Regions from separate parts of the Mus musculus genome. Here all the other regions are linked to region 3. A link is a contact called in public HiChIP or PLAC-seq data. All regions are on one chromosome and are shown on one strand. The core of a region is the stretch at or near the end of the contact, and the rest is flanking DNA. Distances in the headings are between cores, read along the strand shown. Region 1 holds the start of Ypel1 (yippee like 1). Region 2 holds the start of Crkl (v-crk avian sarcoma virus CT10 oncogene homolog-like). Region 3 holds the start of Dgcr6 (DiGeorge syndrome critical region gene 6).

The links. HiChIP or PLAC-seq counts read pairs in DNA pulled down with a chosen protein or histone mark.
Region 1: an HNF4G HiChIP or PLAC-seq map of pancreatic cancer cells shows a contact between it and region 3. The contact joins the promoter of Ypel1 here to the promoter of Dgcr6 in region 3. A contact is called at or near these places in 2 of 39 promoter capture datasets (liver and pre-B cells) and 1 of 115 datasets of contacts at active chromatin or transcription factors (pancreatic cancer cells).
Region 2: a contact with region 3 is called in an HNF4G HiChIP or PLAC-seq map of pancreatic cancer cells. The contact joins the promoter of Crkl here to the promoter of Dgcr6 in region 3. A contact is called at or near these places in 1 of 39 promoter capture datasets (liver), 1 of 484 Hi-C or Micro-C datasets (cerebral cortex) and 1 of 115 datasets of contacts at active chromatin or transcription factors (pancreatic cancer cells).

The regions. Positions count from the first base shown.
Region 1 is chr16:17,068,568-17,072,586 of GRCm38.p6, reverse strand. Ypel1 (yippee like 1) reads right to left here and starts at 2,448. Exons shown (of 5, transcript NM_023249.6): 1 at 2,224-2,448.
Region 2 is chr16:17,449,285-17,453,505 of GRCm38.p6, reverse strand. Crkl (v-crk avian sarcoma virus CT10 oncogene homolog-like) reads right to left here and starts at 1,521. Exons shown (of 3, transcript NM_007764.5): 1 at 718-1,521. The coding sequence starts at 1,028.
Region 3 is chr16:18,064,823-18,068,946 of GRCm38.p6, reverse strand. Dgcr6 (DiGeorge syndrome critical region gene 6) reads right to left here and starts at 2,544. Exons shown (of 5, transcript NM_001289814.1): 1 at 2,348-2,544; 2 at 2,091-2,251. The coding sequence starts at 2,457.

The sequences.
Region 1 (4,019 bases), core at 1,199-3,698, 1.0 Mb after region 3:
CTCCAGCCCCTATATGTGCTCTTAATCACTAAGCTATTTCTCCAGACCTCTGTTTTGCTGCTTTTAGGGGTCTTTCTTATGTGGCCTAAAACTCCATCTACAGCCAAGAATGATCTTCACTTCCCATCCTCCTGACACCAGGCCTGGTTAACTGAGGTCCCTGGCTCTCATTCCCGTGTGCTGGGCTGGAAGGTGTGTGCCACCATCCCTGGCCTGGCAAGACAGCTTTATTTACTCACATGCTGGATAACTATAGTCCAACAGTCAAGTGTTTTCACTCCAGGTACGGTGTGTGGGATCCAGGCACTGAGCTGTAATAAGAGGGTCTCTCCTGGGGGCACAACCGATCTCATTCCGGGTTCCACAACATAGTGGCTTCCCCTGTATGCTCAGCTCTCTTCCTGTACCCAAACCCTCAGCTAAAACTTTCATCCCACGAGCCTAGCATGAGAAGATTAGGTTTCACATACTACAAATAAGCTGCTTCTTTATATTTTAAACTTTTGGTGCAGCATTTCTCAACGCTCCATCAAGAAAGATGCATTAAGACTATCCAGCCCTGTCGCCTCCATCCGTGCCTGTGCTTGTGGGACTGAAGAACGACATCAGAGCATCTGTGCTAACACAGAGTGCCAAACAAACAACTTCGGTTCTTTAGAATGCAAGGACAACCTGGGATTTAAGAACAGATCCCCTGAGGTACTCAGTGTGACCAGGTGTACCCCAGCAATGAAGGGTGGCTGAGCTGGGTCCGCCAGAGCTGAGGGGGAACTTCTGATTTGCGTGTCTAGTGGGGGGGAGACCAAGGGCCTCACACATGCTGAGCCCTACCACCCAGCCACACCCCCAGCTCTTTTATAAAATTAAGTTTATTTATAAAGTTGGAGCTGTGGTTGTGGTAGAGCACTTGCCGAAAATGCATAAGTAAAAAAAAAAACAAAAACAAACAAACAAAAAAAAAAACAGGAAAAGAAAAGACTTCTATTCAGATTGATTACTGGCATTGATTCAACTGTCTGTCTGTCTGTCTGTATGTATGTATGTATTTTTAGTGTTTCATATGGGCCAGCCCCTGGGCTGCTATATATCTGTGGTAAGTCAAGATTTTGGTCTAATCCCTAAGAAGACATGCTAACCACATAGTCCCTTGGCTAGGAACACATAGACCTAGGGATCCTGGTAGCAAAACTCTTCAAATACAGCACCCCTGACTTTTTTAAGAGCCCACAGTATGGCTGGAGAGATGGGCTGACATCCTTTAGCACCTGCTGCTCTTGTGGAGGATCCATAACTTCGGCTCTAGGGGATCCGATGCCCTCTTCTGGCTTCTCTAGATACCAGGCACACACACGGTGAATATACATGTGTGTGTGTGTTTATTTATTTGTACCCCACCATACACATGCACACAGACACCCACTGGACCAGCCCCTAGGGGAGAGGGAGACGGGTACTCAGCAAACATTTGTTAACACATCTACCAGAACACAGCAGAGGTAAAGGGCCCTGGGTGATGGGTGAGGGTGGCTTACTCAGAGGGGCCTGGAGAAGTTCCCCAGAGGAGGTGAGCCTGGTCTTGGAACTTCAGCGGAGCGAGGAGGAGTATGGTCAATTCTTTGACAAGATACATTAGTTAAGGTGAATACATTGTGGATACTTATAAGGCAACTGAATTAGAAAGACCTTGGGCTGAAAAATGATGTTTTCAACGTCTATTATCTATCCAAAACAGAATTCTGCCGGCTTTCTATCCTGGAGCTCAGTACACGATCGAAGATGACCATTTGTGCAGTTATTGAGTAGAGAATATCTTATTTAGTTGCTACTGTTAGCAATTTACATTGATAAAGCCTAGAGCCACAAGTGGTAAACAATGAGGACAATTCCCTTTAGTTATTATTGTACAGGCAACTTGAAAATGCCACCCCATAATATTCTTTTATTGGAGGTATCTTCTGTATTTATTTCTTTCCCCATTTTTTAAGGTAGGGGAAAAAACAATGGGGGGGGGGGGGCGAAGAAAAAAGAAAGAAAGAAAGACCGGGATTTTGCGTTGTCTTCTAATGACCCAAATACCAACAGTTCGGAACATCAGAACAAAAAGTCAACGCATCCTCCGCACTCCCGCCCGGCCCGCCCGCGCCCAACAGGTGCTTCCCCGCCTCCCGGAGCCGGAGATCCTCAGGTCTCCGCAGAGAACCCCTGAGGCCCGCCCGTACTCACGGCCGCTCCGCGGTCCGCTGCGCCCATCCGGCCCAGGCTCGGTCGGCGCGAGCTCGGTTTTCAGGCGGTCCCGGTGTGACCCGGGACGCGCTCCGGCCGTTGGCGCCCACTCCGGGCGCGAGGCATCCTCCTGCCGCCGCCTCGCGGGCCGCCTGCCCTTTGTTTTGGACCCGTAGCCCAGCCCAGCCGCCATAAACGGCCTCGGAACGTGGCGATGCCCAATCAGTGTCCGAGCCCCGCCCTCGCGTTCCCGCCGCTCCGCCCCTCCACGCTCCCCGCCCCTCGCCCTGCCCCACGCGTCCACCCGCGCCCCGCTGCGCTCGGGGGACTGGGCTGGAACGTGTCCGGGTGGAGCTCGCCAGGAGTCCGGTGGGCTGGCCTGACGAGGAACCCAGGCGAACCGGCAGGTCGCGGGGCCGGTGGGGAGGTAGGGTCCTGGAAGGCCAAAGGACCGAGATTTTCCACAGGTTTGCGCCTCAGGCTGCAGGCAGGAGGACCTCTGCAGCTGGGTCCCTAGAGCGCAAGCTTCTTCCCTCTCTCCATACTGACCACCCTTTCTCCACTCTCCAAGTCGCCATCCAAGAGCCTCCAGGTCTGCGTGGACTTGAATTATGGAACCCCAGATTAGATTTCCTACCCACAAAACACAGGCAGTATCACCCAGTCTCCATGCCCACATCTGCGCTTCTTCTGTTATTTTTTTCTTAGTCTCTTTAGATCGATTTTTCAAAGCACACTGCTGAGGGTGAATGTACACATTGCAGGACGTATTTGCGCCCTCTAGAGTGTGCTTGTTAGGATTTATTGTATTGAGGATACCCCTAATTGATTAGATTGTGGGCCCTTTGAGTTGCCATTTACTTAGTGAGTCTCCCAAGTGACTGATTACTCTATTTTTGTATTCGTCCTAGCTAGGGAGTCTCATGTTTTTTTGGCTTTTAGAATATGATCTCTGTAATTCTGTAATTCAAGCTGGCCTCAACTATGTAGCTCAAACATGATCTTGAACTTTATATTTTAAGCTTATTGTGTGAATAAGCACATGCCTGTGCACCAGAGGTTAGCTCTGCTTCTCACCTACCATATTGATCCTGGATTTGAACTCAGGTCAGCAGGCTTGATAGCGGCACCCTCACTCACTGAACCATCTGGCTGACTCTTCTATTTTTAAAGAATTTAAGCGGGAGAGATGGCTCAGCAGTTAATAGCACTGACTGCTCTTCCAGAGGTCCTGATTTCAACTCCCAGCAACCACATGGATTGCTCACAACCATCTGTAACGGGATCTGATGCCCTCTTCTGGTGTGTCTGAAGACAGCGACAGTGTATTCACATACATGAAATAAATAAATCTTTTAAAAAATGTGTTTTTTTTAATAGCTTAGAAAATAGTAGGTTTATATACGGCATTTTCCTATTTCCTTAGCATTGGTTAGGCCTCCTCCAGCCTTCCTTTCCTACCCATCCCACTTCTAACACCTACCTGTTCATATCATGGATACTCCAGTGCCCTTTTCCAGCGTCCTGACTTCTGGAAGCACTCCAGGAAAAACACACAAATCCAAACATTTCAAGCAGCTAGAATCTGCTTTGAGAGAGAACATGTATCATTTGATCTTCAACATTTTTTCTGTCTGCTGGGAGCAGTGGTGCATGCTTTTAATTGTAGTGCTTGGGGGTGGGAGACAGAGACAGGTGGGTCTCTGTGAGTTCAAAGCCAGCCTGGTCTACATACCAAGTTTCAGGTCATCAAGAGCTATGTAGGAGAGAGACCCTGCTTTAGGAAAAAGAGCTGC
Region 2 (4,221 bases), core at 272-2,771, 610 kb after region 3:
ACTAGGGGTGTGTATCTATCTCAGCTAGCTCTACTTAGGGGTCTTTAAAGCATATGTTAAACCACTAGACTTAATTACAAAAAAAAAAAAAACTAAAATTGAATTAATGTAGAATTTAGGTAAATACACTTCCCACCCCTGAGGAAGGAACGGTGAGGATACAAATTTCTTCAAATATAATCCCACTGTCTTCTCTTGGTAATCCCAGTTTTAAAAATGAGTGCTAGAGAATCAGATTCTGAGATTTCTACACTTTCGATCCATTTTAAGGATTATTCCAAAGGCCGAAGGCCACTTTGTAACCTAAAGTTAGTTGAAAAATGCAGGAGTTACAAAAACCTTAAATGGTGTACAAGAATTTCGAGAAAGGAGGAGTCATGGCTATCTTCAGAATCTCAAGGAAGTCTATATTTTTAGCGTCGTTAATAAGCATTCTGCATTAGTATTACAGTCAAGTAAAGTGGCAAAACTGTGTATATATGTGGGGGGTTAGGGGTGCATTTAAACAATGCAAGCAGCACTGCTAAATGTCTAAATAAAATGCATCCTTTCATCCAATGACCCAGATCCTGATATTGGCCTTATAATCCGAATGTCTTCTGATTTAGAATGAGGAAAAGGAGTTCTATCCCCTACCCTACCCCCAAAATTTAATCTTTGACCGACCCTTCGCATCCGGTCAAGTTCTGAACCGGAGAAGGGCAGGAGCTCGCGTACCTGGGCGCCGGTTCGATTAAGGTGGTAGTGTCCAGGTAGTGGATCTTGTAGAACTCTAACAAGGCCGGCAAATGGTCAAACTCCTGGTCCCCGATCTTAAAGCGGCGGTTGGGCAGGGAGTTGATGATGTAGTGCGAGACACGCGAGTTCTCGGACACGGACAGTACATAGTCCCCGGGGCAGGTAGATGAGTCCCGGACTAGGAACATGCCATGGCGCTGGCCTTGGAGACGAGTCTGCGCCTCCTGGCGAGTCACTGGCCCCATGTACCAGGCAGAGCGGTCTGAAGAATCAAACCTGGCGGAGGACATGGTGTTGGGCTCGGGGATGGGCGGCGTCTGCGGCTCTCTTGCTTGGGAAGCCTTTACCCGCTGTCGGCTTTGGGGTCGAGGAAGGGCCTCTCAGAACACTTCGAGGAACAATCAGAGGGCTTGGTCAGGACGTTCCTCTAGGCTCCGGGCCCCGCAGCATCCTCCGCCACCGCCCTCCTGCACCGGGCCGCCTCACGGAGAGCCGGTCCGGGAACACTGGGCAAAGCCCCGGGGTCGAGGTGGGCGAAGCTGAGCAGTAGCGGAGGCCGCCTCGGGCTTCTCAGCTGGCCGGAGTACAGGGGAGGCTCCAGTGACTTCTGTCCTGGAACCCGCCGCCGGCTCCACAGCCTCAAGAGCCTGCACCGATCCCCGCGGTCACACGAAGCACCGCACTCCAACAAGAGTCGCGCCTCCCGAGCAGTCTTACCCAGCCCGCTCCCAATAGCCACAGCAACAAAATGGCGGACGCGGGAGAAGCAGCCGGGCACCTCCCCCTTGGTCCAGCGCATTCAATCTGCGCACGCGCGGAGCTGGGCTCTACCCCCTCCACCGCGGAGGCCCTTCCTTTGACGTCACTGGGCGCTGCCAATCAGGAGTGCGTTCGCGAGGGTCCCAGCGTGAGCCACTCGCGCGGGCTCCCGCGTTCCGGGAGGAGGCAGAGGGTCAGGCCCTTCCTGGACCGCAAAGCAGCCGCCGAGAAGCTGCTGCTGTCAGGCTTCCCGGGCTTGGCAGGAAAACAGCTGGAGCCGAGAGGGAACAGCGTTTTGAAAACCTGTTTCTGTGAACAAAGCGTAGAGTGGTTGCTGAGTGTCCGGCCAAGAAGGCGTGGCCGTCAGATGATTGCGAGCCAGAAGGCCCTGGTAAATCAGGTGGCTCAGGAAGGGCATGACCTAGGGAGTGAGGTGACCATCAAATAGGTTACTGAATAACCTATCAAATAACGCCTGCCCTAGGTGATCCTCCTTGGTACACGTGGAATGATGGTGAAGATCAGTTTGACTAATACTTTACGAGGAGGACAGTGTGTTGGTGAGGATGACTGGACACTACCGGCTGTAAAGTGTAACAAGTGAAATGCAACACCTGTGTCTGGCCTGAAGCCTGTTGCTCTGCAACAGTTCATTTCCTGCCATTCCACGTTGCTCAGTTTCAGCTCTGCCTCCCTTGACATATTTCTCCCTCCAACCCGACTAGTACCTATTTATTTAATTATTTGTTTGGTTTTTTAGAGACGGGGTTTCTCTGTGTAGTCCTGGCTGTCCTGGAACTCACTTTGTAGACCAGGCTAGCCTCGAACTCAGAAATCCGCCTGCCTCTGCCTCCCAAGTGCTGGGATTAAAGGCATGCGCCACCACTGCCCGGCCTATCTATCTATCTATCTATCTATCTATCTATCTATCTATCAAGATAGGAATTCTCTGTGTGGCCCTGGCTGTCCTGGAACTAACTCTGACCACCAACAGGCTAGGATGAAATTTTAATACCACAGAATACTGTCTTATTTACCTATATTTTGCCTGCCTTAAATCCACATCTAGTCTTGAATGATCAGAAATTTGTTAAATGAATGACTATTGTGAAAAATCACCACAAAAACAGATGCTGGATTATTGGTCATAGCATTCCCAAATTAGATAAACAGGAAGGCATGTCCCAAGCCAGTGGTGGTGACACATACCAATAATCCCATCACTAGGAGATGGAGGCAGGAGGATCATGAGTTCAAGGCAGCTGAGCTCTATGAAACCCAACAAAAATGGGGAGGAAGTTAGGGGAGGGAGAAATCTCAAAAGTGAGGAATACAGGAGAACTCCTACTTAGATCTCTATCACTAAAGTCTTGTTCTGGCCGTTTACATTTCCCATGTTTAGCAATTCTTAGATTGTAGGGTAATAACTGGTGATTCCATCCCAGTGGTAAGTAAGCGAAGGGGAAAATGTCAAGGTCTAGTGCCTTTTTGTAACTTGGCATAACCAGAGATGCTTCATGGGGGCTAGGAAGATGTCTCAGGAAGTAAGCTCTTGCCAGCCAAGCCTAAACACCTGAATTGGATCCCTGGGTCTGAAGATGGAAGGACAATCAACTTAAGGTGTCCTCTAAAATTCTGTGTAGAGTGGTAATACACATGCCTGCACTCACACAACACACACATAAATAAAAACATGCTTTCATATTGCTCTAGTCGCAAGTGAAATTTGTATAGCTCAGATATTTAATTTGACTGAGTTCAACTCATGGTTGAAGTTCAAATCAGTGACTAGATGGGCTATTCAGTCATTCTGTGCCTCACCATGAGACCTCCAGGACTTATCTTCTAGCCAGCTCTGGTGGTGCATGTATAATCCCAGCTCTCTTGTGGCAGAGGCAGGATTCAATTAGTTCCAAGTTTGAGGCCATCCTGGTCTATATATTAACACACAGGCCAGTGGTGGTACATTAAAAATACCCTGCCACAAAAAGAAGAAAAAATAACACAGGCTTATGATCTTAGCTCTCTCAGAGGTTGAGCAGGAGGATGGAAAGTTCGAAGCCAGCATAGGCAACATCATGTTTTTGAGATAGGCTTTCTCATTGGTATAGGGCCCACCAGGTAGATTAGGCTGGCTAAGCAGTGAATGGCAAAGTTGTAACTGCCTCTGCATTCCAACATTGATATCACAAACACATACCAACACACCTGGCTTTTTTCCTGAGAATTCTGAAGATGGGCTTGATCCTGTGCAGAAAACCAGCTGTGAGTTCATGAGGGCCACTACCATGTCATGACTAGAACAGGATATTTCATGCCACTCTCTTCCTATTTATTTTTTTTAAAGATTTATTATTATATGTAAGTACACTGTAGCTGTCTTCAGACACCCAAAAGAGGCATCAGATCTCATTACGGATGGTTGTGAGCCACCATGTGGTTGCTGGGATTTGAACTTGCGACCTTCAGAAGAGCTGTCGGTGCTCTTAACCGCTGAGCCATCTCTCCAGCCCTCCCTATTTATTTTTTAAAATTTTATATTATAAGCCAGGTGTGGTAGCTCATGCCTTTAATCCTAGCACTTGGGAGGCAGAGGCAGGCAGATTTCTGAGTTTGAGGCCAGCCTGGTCTACAAAGTGAGTTCCAGGACAACCAGTGCTACACAGAGAAACCCTGTCTCGAAAAACAAACAAACAAACAACAACAACAACAACAACAAAGAAG
Region 3 (4,124 bases), core at 1,295-3,794:
ACATACTGTGAGCCTACAGGGTTCTGTGCTGGGAAGTCCTTACCCTCTGCTAGCAAGCAAAGTACCCAGTCCCTGGTAAACTGCCACACACGTAGACATGCCCTAACGGGCAGAGAGAGAAGGGAGCACAGGGTGCTAAGTACTCACTATCACAAAACGGAGCGCACCACACCCAAAAACACGAGTGTGGCTGGCCGGCTCTGAGAAAGCCAACACCTTTATTCCTAGAGGAGATTCATGGGACAGCTCTATTCAGAAGGGTCCCTGGGGTTCCCTTAAATCTGACAGCCTCGGCAGTGCTTACAGCCTCCCCTAGGTCTTGGCATTTTATGTACCCCAGTGATACCATTTATCATTGCTGTTTGAAACTGACTTAGTCTATCATAAGTTCATCAACACAAGGGCAAAGAAGAGATGGCCTGCTTGTCTGGTTGCAGTGAATATGAAGTAGTCAGAAGGCTTGGGGCAGCAGGTACATGTGTGAGACATCATCTCCTTCAGTCCACTTATCCAATACTGCAGAACATCCCAGGTCAGTTCCCAGAGTCCACACTGGCTCCCTGCTCACTAGGGACCTGGCCATGGTAATGTCCAAGGACAGCAAGGTGGCCCATGCCAGCCACCACCTTCTGTATCTGGCTGAAGGCAGCAGAGGCACTCACTGCCAGGTGTATCAGCCTAGTTCAAGCCTTCTGAAAGACAACTAGCAAAGGCTTGAAGCAGGTACCAAGAACATCCCACCCAAAAGGGCTCTATAGGATGATGAGCAGCTCCACAGTGAAATCAGGGGAAGAAGAAGTCAGTGGTGTCTTTCCTTCCTGGTGATGGAAGCAAGTGCTGGAAGAATGGTGGAAGCAACAGAAGGAACAAAGCCTCCTCCTGCTTACTGGAAAGGATGAGCAAGGTAGGGCCTGGCCCAGACTTGGAATTTCACCACTGGAGAGGCTGAGACAGGACAGCCAGCTCTAGACAACACAGAGGAACAGTCTCGGAAAACCAAAATGGAAAAGAATGAACTTAGTCGTGTACTTTAGGCTTGTGAACTAGATATACCACATACCTCCATCAAAACATTAAAAAGAATAAAGAAAAGCACAGCCGGGCTGGTGAGATGGCTCAGTGGGTAAGAGCACCCGACTGCTCTTCCAAAGGTCCGGAGTTCAAGTCCCAGCAACCACATGGTGGCTCACAACCATCCGTAACAAGATCTGACGCCCTCTTCTGGTGTGTCTGAAGACAGCTACAGTGTACTTACATATAATAAATAAATAAATCTAAAAAAAAAAATTATTAAAAAAAAAAAAAAAAAAAAGAAAAAGCACAGCCACTCAAACATTTGGTGAAGAACTAAAGCTCTCGGAGAACAAGAGACTTCTCAACACATTCTGAGGCATTACCTTCATCCCCACACAAATATTACAAGATGCATTCCTAGAATACAATTCCTTTCTGGGATTTAGAAATCAATGTCTCACGAGAGTAACAGCAAAACCATCTGATCATCTCCACAGGAACTGCAAAAGATTTCAACAAAATCCAACACCTATCTCTAATGGGAAAATCCTGTCTGGCAGCACACAGGCATTGCCAGAAAGGCAGAGTATGTTTGCATGTAAATGTAGCCCAATATAGAAAACCTGCTTAGCAGGTGAGAAGCCCTGGGTTCAGTCCTCAGTTTCAAAATCCAAAGCAATAACAAAGCCCAAAGATCTATAACGTAGCATGGGGACATCGTCACACTATTCTTTCCTAAAATGTTTGAACCGAGTCAAGCTTGAACAAATAAAATGGAAAGGAGATCTGATGGTACAACGGAAGATGCCTAGTATAATTTATAGGAGGAGGTGATCAAGCCTGATACTCAATGGGAAGGTGCTGGAATAATGGATTATCTCTGTGGTAGCACACAGCTATCAACAGACCTACAAGCAGCGAGGTCCATCAAGCCTAGGAGGATGTGGGTACTCTAGGGAACGCGAGTAAGAAGTTTCTGGACAGCAGACTAAAAGGATCAGCATGGCTCTGCACCCCCTGACCCGAGGCTCCCGCGGCTAGGGACGCCCTAGGGAAGGTCCCGTCGCCCCCTGCACCTCGGTGTTCGTTCTGCAGCCGCAGTCTCTGGTTGTAGAGGCTCTTCTCAGTGAGGTGCTGAATCTCCAGAAGACCCTGCACGATTTCAAACACCGTTCCGTCGAGCAGCGCCAGGGCCAAGTCGCTGAGCGTGGTGTAGGACAGGCGCTGCTGAAAGGAGCTGCGGGTAGATCGCCGGGTGAGCGCGGCCGCGGCCCTGGCCCCGGCTCCGGCCCCGGCCCCGGCCCCGGTCCTCCCGCCGCCCGTCGCCGCGCACCTGGGCAGCTCCTTGACCAGGCTCTGTAGTGCTGACAGCAGCTGGTAGTGCCGCTCCTGCTGCCGGGCCCGATCCGCCGCCTCATCCCCGGCGGCCGCATAGCGGTCCATCGCGCGGTTTACCGCGCGGTCCCCCGCCGCCCCTCTACTCGGTCTCCTAGGGTGCCCCGGCGCGCCCCGCCCCCTCACGTCATTCTCCAGCGCGAACGACGCATGCGCCCCGCCCCTCCGGTCGGTCTCCGGCCGTTCACCGTGGTGCGTCAGGCACAATAAGACGCGCTCCACCCACCAGGGAGACTGCTTGTAAGCGCTTTGTCCTAGGGAGAAGAAATAGGGGCTCGCTGAGCTCCCAAGTGGTGCTGACCTTGGAGGTGCGCGCCCAGGGCTCTGCATTCTGGTGTTTTAAAGAAGCAACTCTGGCCTGCTGGGTGTTTTAAAGAAGCCAGTCTGGCCTGCGCCTAGTGTGCGCAGACTGAGGCCACTGGAAGCTGGACACTCCCAGCGGGTTGTGATCCACCCTGGGGGACCTCAGGAAAACAGTACGGAGGAGAGCCAGCTTCTCTTTAGGGTTCTTATTCTCATTAATAAAAGACTTTAGGACAATTTTATTAGCGTTAAAGGATACCCCACCCCCACAAGGAAACCTCAGCGACTGCCTGGAAGTGGAGAGTAGATGAGAAAAGAGTCTTGTGAAGTTGAATTCATGCTGGCTCAACAGTCCTTTACCTACTGAGCCAGCCCCAGCCCCTGACAGTGTCCACATTCATAATTTAGTTTGCAGCATGAATAAGAGAAATGACACCTTCCTACAGCGTTTTTTTAAATAAAAATTACATTCCCTGATGTGCCATCTTTTTCCCTTTTATTACTATTTTAAAAATATAACTCTGTTGAATCATCCTGGTTACTTTCTTTTTGTTTTCCCTTTTGCCACGATAAGCTCTGAAGTAGTGAATTCAGATCTGGGTAACATAAATTACAGTGAAGAAACCTTGTGAAGTTTGAATGCAAATGACCCCATAGCCTCAGATATTTGGAAACTTGGTCCCCAGTTGGTGGAATTACTAAGGAAGGATTAGGAGGTGTGGCTTTATTGGAGAAAGAGTGTCACTGAGGGCTGGTTTTGAGATTTTAAAACATACACCATCCATACATTCTCTGTCTGTCTGTCTGTCTCTGTATGTCTGTCTCTGTATGTCTCTCTACCTCTGTCTCTGTGTCTCTCTTTGTCTCTCTCTCTCTCTGTGTCTCTGTCTGTCTCTTTCTGACTCTCTGTCTCTCTGTGTGAGTGTGTCTGTCTGTCTGTCTGTCTGTCTGTCTGTCTCTTTCTCTTGTCTCATCACTACCAGCACCACCTCATGCTTTTGAATTAAGATATAAGCTATCAGCTACTTCCCCAGGGCCATACCTGCCTACCTGGCTGGTGCCATGCTCTCTACCATGGTGGTCCTGGAGTCACCTTCTGAAGCTGTAAGACCCCCAACAAACCCTTCTGTAAGTTGCCTTGTTCATGGTGTCCTCGCAGCAATAGAAAAGCCTCTGAAACACCTGTGCATGGAGAAATAATTTGCATGAATAAATATACTCCAAAGTAACTGTAATTTAATGTTGACAGTATACCAAATTATGGTGAATCATTTAAATCAGACATTTAAAAGTCACGATCTGCAGCTGGGGATGTAGCTTAGTTGGTAGAGCGTTGCCTAGCATTCAAGATGCAGTGGGGTTCTATGTGCAGTATCACAGAAACCAGGCATGGTGGCGCATGTCTGTGATTC